Regions from separate parts of the Mus musculus genome. Here region 2 is linked to region 1. Evidence: chromatin contacts called from public Hi-C data. All regions are on one chromosome and are shown on one strand. Each heading gives the region's core, a stretch centred on a gene start, on an enhancer-like site or on the middle of the called end of the contact. The rest is flanking DNA. Distances are from core to core; before and after follow the strand shown. Region 1 has its middle 39 kb from the start of Gm32955. Region 2 has its middle 19 kb from the start of Gm33105.

Evidence for each region. Hi-C and Micro-C count contacts between places; a contact is called where the count stands out from the background.
Region 2: a Hi-C map of cerebellum shows a contact between it and region 1, with 2.2 times the contacts expected there. The contact joins two enhancer-like sites. A contact is called at or near these places in 3 of 484 Hi-C or Micro-C datasets (cerebellar granule neurons, cerebellum and nephron progenitors).

Annotation. Positions count from the first base shown.
Region 1 is chr4:33,639,473-33,644,347 of GRCm38.p6, forward strand. No RefSeq gene overlaps it. Among named protein-coding and RNA genes, the nearest start is that of Gm32955, 39 kb to the left of the region's middle. Within about 2 kb of position 1,534, at least 8 of the 459 cell types and tissues checked have an H3K27ac peak or open chromatin away from gene starts, as enhancers often do. A contact at or near this core is called in cerebellum, where this site is marked.
Region 2 is chr4:33,883,038-33,887,577 of GRCm38.p6, forward strand. No RefSeq gene overlaps it. Among named protein-coding and RNA genes, the nearest start is that of Gm33105, 19 kb to the right of the region's middle. Within about 2 kb of position 3,229, at least 3 of the 459 cell types and tissues checked have an H3K27ac peak or open chromatin away from gene starts, as enhancers often do. A contact at or near this core is called in cerebellum, where this site is marked.

The DNA of each region.
Region 1 (4,875 bases), core at 284-2,783:
GTGTCTTGCTGCATCTTTACATGGTACATGAACCAGGATGCTCTCTGGACTACCTGCTTGCCAGGCCCCTGTGTGCATGTACTTTGGATGTCAAACCCAGGACTTCATGCACACTATGTAATTGTCTATCACTGAGCTCTGTGCTGTCTGAAATCTCTTGTAATGGTGTTACTTCCCACCAGAGAGGGCAGCAACCTATGGTAATGAGGCTTAAATTCCATATGCATTTCATAGAGACATGACCGCTCAAGTCAGAGCAAATGGTGTGTTCTAGTTTGTAGCCTCCTTCAGATGCAGAGGTCCAATGTATCTTTCCACAGGACTTTTCTAAAGTCACAGCAGCTGCTCTCTTCCTTGCTCAAGTATAGTGTTAAGATGGAGGCATGGGAACCAGGCACCTGCAAGTTCAAATGACAACAGCAAGGTCTGATGTATGGCCTGAATTTGCAGCGCAGCTGGGGGGGTGGGGGGTGGGCTGGTCCTGGCTTCTCACTGGTGCAAGTTCAGCCCTTTGGATTGCCTTGCCTGGGGAAGGTTGCAGTGGGCAGCCAGAGGCACTTTCCCAAGAGGGCTCAGGGTGACAAGGGACGGAAAGAAGTCAGAGTCTATACCAACATGGTCTCTTTGCCATCTCTACAAGGTGAGATCTCTACAATCTGGAGACCCTCACTGTGGTGTCACCTGGCAGTCAGGGCACCTCTGCCATGAAGAGTGACAGAAAGGGGTGTGGGAGGAGACTGGAGGACCCCAGTGGTGTCTCTATGCATAGACACAGGAGTGGGGCATGTTCTTGTAAGCAGCGGGGCTCAGTTTCCTCTTCCGAGTTCTTGCCTGGTTTGTTTTGTTTTGTTTTGTTTTTTCTTCTACTTGCCTCCTCCACCAATGGATGGCAGTAACTACATGCAAAAATAAATTGGGAAAATTGAATTTGGTCTAGTCTGGACTGGGCCTTGGAGAGTGTACGGGGCTTGACTTTCCCTGGAGGCTCTGTCAGGAAGGCCTGGGATCTGGCCTTGTTCTTGCAATCAAGACAGATCCCTAAGCTCAGAGACCAGAATTGGGCTTGGGGTAGAGGTGGCTTGTGGTGAGTGCTTCACAAGGCTGTTTCCAAGGATGCATACGCTGTCGTCTCTATGAGGAAGAACAAAAGGATGTATTCTTTTCTGGCTTTAGTACCAGTTTTTTTTTTTTTTTTTTTTTTTCTGTGTGTGTGTGTGTGTGTGTGTGTGTGTGTGTGTGTGTGCAGGCACATACTCACCAGGGTGTGGGTAATTTAAAGCTGGCTTCTAGAGAGCTTAGAGGGCCATGTGCCTGCTTTGCCTGGTGTGTTGGAGCTCTCTCTCTCCCTAGAATCTGACTTTCCTTTTCTCACACACAGCTTTTATTTCTTTGTTCTCTCTGTGTCCTTGTAAGGGGCCTTCTGCTCTTCTTAGAACCAAGCCGAATATAAATACGCAAGTAAATATAGTACACACCTGGCCCACTGAGCCTCTGGGTCCAGGTCACGCTCCACTGCTTGGCTTTTTGGTTCAGTCAGAGCTGTAACGGAGGCTCCGTCCTTGCACTGTCTTGGCGCCACTCCCTCTGATCAGGGAGTCTTGTCATCATTGGCTCGTTGCTTCGGCCTGGTTCCCAACCTTTTACTGCCTGACAGCAATGCCATGTGCTCCATGCCTCTGCTGCCCTCCTCTCTCTCTGAGTTTGTTCTTCTGTGGTCCAGGCTCTCTGAATCCCTCGAGCTTTAACTTGTATTTATGGACATGTTGCCTAGCCTGCTGCCAGCCTTGTGTGCCACTTTAGAGTCCAGCGGAGGTAATGTGGTGTGCTGTTTGGATGTGGGCGGCTGGAATTGTTCGTCTACCTCCTTGTACCTTCTCCCTCTTCACATGCGTTTTCATGCATTCTCTTAGCATCTGCCATCATGAGGATGCTAAATGAGATGCTGTCGGGAGTCGCATTCCTAGGGTGGAAGCACATAGGCCCATAACTGTCAACGTTGTGTGCTTGGCCTCTCATACAAAGGTAGCCCCTTCTTAGAACTCTCTCCCAGGATATTCTAGGTTATCTCTTTCTGTCTATTCATCTATCAGACAGTTTTATTGGCATTTTGCTTTTTAGAAACTTGCTTTCATTTCTTGTTCACGGATGAATCCACATTTCTGTACTCTCTCTTGATGTGGTTCATTTATCTTTATATTTGAAAAGCAGTAACCATGGAGCTGGTGTGTGTGTGTGTGTGTGTGTGTGTCCATTGGTAAGGGTGCCTACCTCCACTGATGTCTTCAGTTGGATTCCCACATGGTGGAGAGAACTGATTCCCACAAGTGTCCTCTGGCCTTCATATACAAATTAAATGAATAAATCTTAATATTTTTCTTTTAAAAATGAATGGTAGCTTCATAACTTGAACAATAGATGAACTAAACCAAATCCATGACAGGAAACTTAGGCTAAAGCTCTGGATACTTTAGTGCTAGCTGCTGTATCTTCTGTGAGCCTCTGCACACTCTCATATCCCTAAGTCCCCAGCCCATTTCACTACCCTCCCCCCTTCCTCCCACCATGCTCTCTAACTAAGTGCCCTTCAGCACTAGACTCTGCCCTTGCTCTGTCTATTTCGCAGGGCACAGGGCTGAGGGCTTCTGAAAAGGGGCACGCCACATTTACATTTTGGCGGAGAGAGGTCTCGACATTCACAGCAGGCAGATACGCCTGCCTGTCTTGCCACCACGAGTCAAGAGTCTCTGCCAGCATTTTCAGCTGACAGGGTAGCATGACAGACAGATGGAAACCTCCACACATGTCCAGTGATGGTGCCTCCCAGACAAGGAGAATTGAATGAATTCTCTCGTGGCAGCAGAGCAGAACAGAACACCAGAAAGTTAATATGAGGTGTTCTCACACAGACCCCATCTCCCTGCAACCCCCTTTTTTGAGGGTTCGCTTTTTACCACTCTCTTTACTCAGCCTTTGTGCTAGATGCTAGCAAAATACAAAATCTTTAGCAGAGGCCAAGGCTTTAGAGACAACTGCCTGGCAAAGGCATAGTCCAGGAAGTGGCTGCAGTTTTATATGCAACGAGTGTGAGGCAGGAGAACATGGAGGCAGTCTCCTTCAAGTTCACTTGTCAGGGTCACAAATGAGCTTGTGTTAGTGTCCGTGATGTTGCTGGGCGTGCAAGCTCTCCGTAGGCCTGCATGCTGTCGGTTCAGTGACTGTGGACGTGCCTTGAATGCCTGATGCGTAAGGAACAGCTACTGCCTGTGGTCCACTCAGGCAAGTCATCACCAAACAACTGGAGGAGGATGAAGCTCATCGACTTGCTCGACTTCCTGTACAGCCTGATGATTTGAGGGAGACTCCTGCTCTTTCCGTGAGGGCTGTGCTGATAGCGCGTGTTGAATCACCGACAAAAGAGGATGGGTTAGCTGTTCTTCATGGGCTGCTAGAGGAGCCCATGGCTGTAACTGTAAGGCTAAGAGGTTAGACAGAGAGCAGAGTGGTTTCTGTAAAGTGATAAATAGCAGTAGACAGGGTCCGTATTCAGCTGTTGGGCAAGGAATGGCCTAGGCTGCTGTTAGACTCCATGTCTCTGGATTGGTTATGAGGTACCTATTTCCCTATGCATTTAGTATCCCCTACTTCTCTGTTCCCTAGAACCTCCTGGACCTTTAGCCATTCAACAACAATAGTCAACCTGGCACCATGGGGTCAGCCCAGATGGGATGATGAGCCCCACCTTGCTTATTCTTGTCTACGGAGACTATCACCTGGACTTTAAGTATTACTTTACCCACTGGAAGACAGTGAGGATTGAAACTTAAACTTTAGAGCTGTAGCTAATGGTCAGATTTAGAGAGAGACACCCTCTTAATTGGTGGCTAGACTTTGCAGAGTACATCTTTGTTCAGGGATGAAAAAGAATCCATGAGACCTTCCTCGGGGCTTCAGGATGAAGGCTGATATGATGTGGGTTTCACAGATGGGAAGGCCCTGTGTGGTAATTAAGCAGTGGTAGGATAGTGGTGACCATCAGAACCTTCTATGGTGACTATCAATGGACAAAGGAAAACAAGGAGATCCATGGGCAGCAAGATCCACACATAGGCACAGGAAGCCAGTGTGCCCGACTTCAGTGGGCTATGAAGGGCTGCTGAAGGGCAGCATGTGTGGATGTGGGAGAAGAGACGGTGGAGACTAGTGATCTGGGAGAGAATTTATTTGTGCCACTGAGCTCACTTCTACCTGTACCCAAACACACCGTAGGGAATAACAAAGAGAAAGGTCACTCCCAGTCCATCCCTCGTGGGTTTCTCGTCCTTTTCTGCACTAGCCTATTAAAAATGTTTAAGTAATGCTCCTTGATTACAATATACACATTAAAAAAAAAGACTTTGAAACATCTCTCTCTACTCCTCTTTAGAGCCATCTCCACCCACCAAGATAACCTATGTTCATGCTTCATCTCACAGTCTTGGGTTTGCTCCATGTGTTAGACTCCTTGTGGTTGGGTCTATCTTAACCTAAGATTTTCTTCCCCCACTTTTGTGTAGGTCCCATTGTTCTGTCTTCCTTCCACATCTTCCTTCACTCTTGGCATAGTAGTAGGCTTCCCTCGGCCACCCTCTTTGACCCCGCCACTCTTTTACTCCACTCGCCCATTTCCTCCCTCTCTAACTTATCCCAGTGCTGTGCTCATTTTCCCTCCCAAAATGTGAGTTGTTCAGAGGCAGGGATTTTCGTCTGTCTTGTGCCCTCATCACCAAGAGCATTTGGGATTCATCGTATAGAAGGGTTCAAAAGGAGTTACAGGACAAAGAAGGGATAATTGTGATGGGGGGAGGGGAAGGCAGGGTAGAAGGCAGAAACTGGTAG
Region 2 (4,540 bases), core at 1,979-4,478, 250 kb after region 1:
AATTGACTTGTAAATAAAAGATTGATATTTGGTCTTTAAGAGATGAGCTGTCTGGAGAGCTATTGCAGTTCTCCTTTAGGATTTGTCTGGTGGACTTTCTGACTTTAGTAGGAAAACTCAAGAATTTTTTAGCAGCTTTTCTGACTGGTTGGAAAACCAAAAAGCTACAAAAGAGAGCTAACGTGTCTCTTCTAGATTTTTCTATTCTCTCCCAGGTTCTCTTTGGGGACTCTAAACCTGATGGGTCCATGTGAATGAATCAGGGGACCTGGCTCTGAGCTCTATAACCACTGGACTCAACTGTCTAGAGGGCTATCTCAAGCATACTGCAGAGCTGTCAGCTTGCACCTTATCACTGACTTCAAGTCATTTCTTTCACTGCTCCCAAACAACCCTTCCTCAGGACTTATTCCCAAGCTGAGGCTGGTCCTTGGCAAAAATCTTCTGAGAAGTCTTTCCTCAGAGTCCACACATAGAAGCACACCTGTGTTCCTGAGGTGGCCAATGGTAAACCTTATGCTGGCAGCTCAACTTGGGTATGTGTAAGAGTTTCCCAGATGGTACTGGTTATGAAGGCATGCATCAGTCCTGGAGAGCCACTGAGACTTGGCACTGTGTGGCAGTGCTAGAGTCCCTAAAGGGAAGCCAGGAGAGGCTATTTGGTGGAGCTGAAGCCCGGATTGTAATAGAAACTCCAGAATTGATGAGTCCGTGGAGAAAAATTAGGGTTTGGTCCCATCAGGTTTAGAGTCCCCAAAGAGAACCTGGGAGAGACTATTGTTGAAGATGAAGCATATTTACACCGGGATTTTGGAGAAGCCAGTACGTGGGACCAACAAGGACCAAGGACTGCAGCAGCTATGAAGTGGAGCAGTCTTGACCCTAGGAGACAAGCTGTATGTTCTGCAAAGGCAGAGCCAGAGAAGTAGCCCAGGCCTTTTGGAGTCCAGAAGCATGTGAATGAATTAGGGGATCTGGCTCTGAGCTCTATAACCACTGGACTCAGTGTCTGTTTTGGGTGTGACAGTGCCCTGATTGATTCTTCCTTCCTGGAATAAGAAAGCATGTAATTTTATTTTTGATTTTACAGGAGTCCACAGTTCAAAGACTGAACTTTTAAAAAGACTTTGGGCATTTTAGAGAGACATTGGAGAGACTGAGACTTTAAACTTTGAAGGGGACTTTGGATATTTTAAAGAGACTGAACTTTTAAAGTGTTTAGATTTTTAAAGACTGTGGGACTTTTAAAAGTTGGAATCTTTTAAATAAAGTTTAATATTATTTTGATATTAATATGGGATCTTGGAGCTCAATGAAAAAGGAATATGAAAAAAGGAGATAAGTAGTAATGTAATTATATGTCAACTTGACAAAAGCTAGAATCATTTGAGAGGTGGGAACTGCAATTGAGAAAATGCCCTCACTGGATTAACCTGGGGGCAAGCCTTTGGAGCATTGTTTTGATTGATTGTTTATATGGGAAGTCCCATCTTGCTGTGAGAAGTGCTTCTCCTAAGCTGGTAGCCTAGGTGCTATAAGAAAACAGGCAGCAGGTTGAGCGAGCCAGTAAGCAGCACTCCTCCATGATCTTGGCTTCATAACGGCTTCACTTATGACTTGCATGTTCCTGCCATGAGTTGCTGCTCCGATTTCCTTCAGTGATGGAGTCTGGCCTGAGAGCAATAAGCAGAAATAAACCCTTTCTCCCCATGGTGCTTTTGGTCCTGCATATTTTATCACAGCAAGAGCAACCCTAAGACACAGAGCCTTTTGAGCACCCTCCTCCTCCCTCTAAGAGGGAATGTTTCAGTTCAGATGACAGATCTACACAACACATACAAATAAGGCTTGTTTTAATAACAAACACCCTTCTAAGGACCTTTGAGGGAAATCCAATAGCCAACCTGTTACAAGGCTGCTTAAAAATTTGTCATTTTCAGGCTTCTATTGTGGACACTTTCTAGTATTTTTTGACATTCCAATAATTTTGTAACGATATATAAATCAACTTAAAAAATAAAATTGTGTGTGGGTTTCCTGTTAGTACAAATGAAATATTTACGTTAATTAACTCAGGAAGAGAAAAGTTGCTGAACAAGACAGTGCTGTTGTATATAGGCATTCACAGAAGCCGTGGCTGAATGCCCAAGACCCATACAAGATCAAGTCAATCAAAGTCCCAGCATGACAAGAGGTAGGGTCATAAACCCCACCTGTAGCCAAGAGCTAGTGAAAGCAGACTGTGGCTGGGGAAAGGAGAGTCAGTTGTATTCAAGGGTGCAGACCCTGAAAAACTACCCCTGCTTTAGTAGAGTCCTACTACAGTCATGCACATATAGGCTTCCTTAAGCTCATTCAGTAGGGGTGGGGTGGGAGGGTACATGAAGTTGGGAGGAAAGGGGGGTGTAGAATGAAGGGGTGTGCTTGATCAAACGTATTACAGTCATGTATGAAATTCTCAAACAATAGAAAAAAGAAACTGTTCATTTTAATTTTCACTGAAGTTGATTTTGGCCTATGATTGATTACCATGTAGCTTCATGCCTACAGTAAGGCAGCATTTCATAGCAGCAGTACTTTTTGGAGCAACACTGACTTTATCAGGAGACAGTAAACAAGAAGGAAATGGTCAAGGTCCTATCACATCCTTTGAGAGGACATCCTCAAAGATGTTGAAGCCAGCCTATGAGGGGACATTCAATATACAATTGATAGCATAGGGTTAGTCAAAAGTCTGTAATCTTACAGGTTATATTGTAAACACTTGTCAGGATTTTTATGTACTTCATAAACATAAAGTATTATAGAAAATTTTCATATATTCAACAGTCATATAGGCATTAACCCGTGCTAGGAATCCATGATAAAATTTGCTCTATGCATGAGAACCAGTTATCTCTCTACACAGTTTAAGTTCCAAGGCTTTCCTGGAGTGTGTTTCCCTTCAGGCCAAGGTGAACTGTCAGGTCTGTAAGCCTTTGTGTAATCAGCGCTCCACTGAGTGTACCAGAGTCTGTCACAACAGGAAATGACCAGACCGTGAATACAGATGATGACTGCTGAGTCTCAGAAGTTAGTTTAAGCAAGTGATTCTTCTGGCACAATACCCATTAGCAGCAGAGAGAAGCCACCATGAGCTGTAACCTCTGTCCGGATTCCTCCATGGATGGTTACTGATGGACTCAAATGAGTCACATGATCCTCTCAGTAGGCAGCATTGTCCTTCTGCCAACCTCCCTGTGGAAGCTCAGTCAATATTAATTGAATGAGTGAATGAACTGACATGAAGTATGTGGTAGGTGATGTGGAAAGACTTGCCCATGGTGGTCATATGGGCCTCCTGGCATACAATCAATAGAATTTGGATGTTGTTATTTTGCCTAGCTGGTGGCCAAGACAATGGCTTTGCAATGACAGCGCTTCCACATTCAAAAAATATCTTTAGTATATTTTCTGCCAACACTTTTTTGACTTGACATTAAATAGGGATACAGAGTTTCTTTGTATAGAAAATGAAGGCCCTACTCTGCTACCCAGACATAAACTTCCAAGGACTGCCTGAGAATTTGGTGTGTATGTATGTGTGTGTGTGTGTGTGTGTGTGTGTGTGTGTGTGTGTGTGTGTGTGTATATATATATATATATATATATATATATATATATATATATAATTTTGAGATTATAATATAATTACATCATTGTCTTTCCCATCTCTTCCTCCAAACCCTCCCACATATCCCTCCTTCTTCTCTTTCAATTTGAAGGCCTTTTCCCATTAATTGCTGTTATATACATATTTGTGTGTATATATAAAATACATAAATGTAACCAGCTCATTCTGTATAACATTATTTGTGTATTCTATACACAAATGTTCACAGGGCTGACTTTTGGTTTTGAATAACCACTTGATGTGCTCTTTTCTGAGGAAGACTATTTCTCCTGATCTCAGCATTCCTTGGTTGCCTGCAGTTCTCTGTGTAGGTTGAGAACTCCTGAGCTTCCTTCCTTCCTTCCTTCCTTCCACTTTAGCATGTCTACTGGTGTCCTCCTTATTCAACTCTGTTTCATACTGGTAGACTTAGTAGGACATACAGTCTCACTCCCTGTTCCTCTGGCTCTTAAAATCTTTCTATGTCCTCTTCCATAATGATGTCTGAACCTTAGATGAAGGAGTTGGGTTGTAGATGCATCAGTTGGTACTGGTGTCCACAACTCTGCATTTTGGTTGGCTCTGTTTTCTGTAATTTGTGACAAAGAGAAGTCTCTATGATGCTACATTTATCTGTGTGTATAAGAACAAATACTTAGCATATAGTTAGGGATTGTGCTAGCTTAGTACAGTGGGAGTTGTAGGTTTTCCTCCGAGATCCGTGACTTCTCTATCCCTGGATAGTTACCTAAGTTTTCAGTACCAGCTATGATCTTTTTCCTGTTGAGTAGGTCGTAAGGTCAATTAGAGAGCTGTTGGTTACCACAAGGTCTGGGTGCCACTACTGTATCCTTAATGTGTCAAACAATGTTGGCTGTGGTTCATACA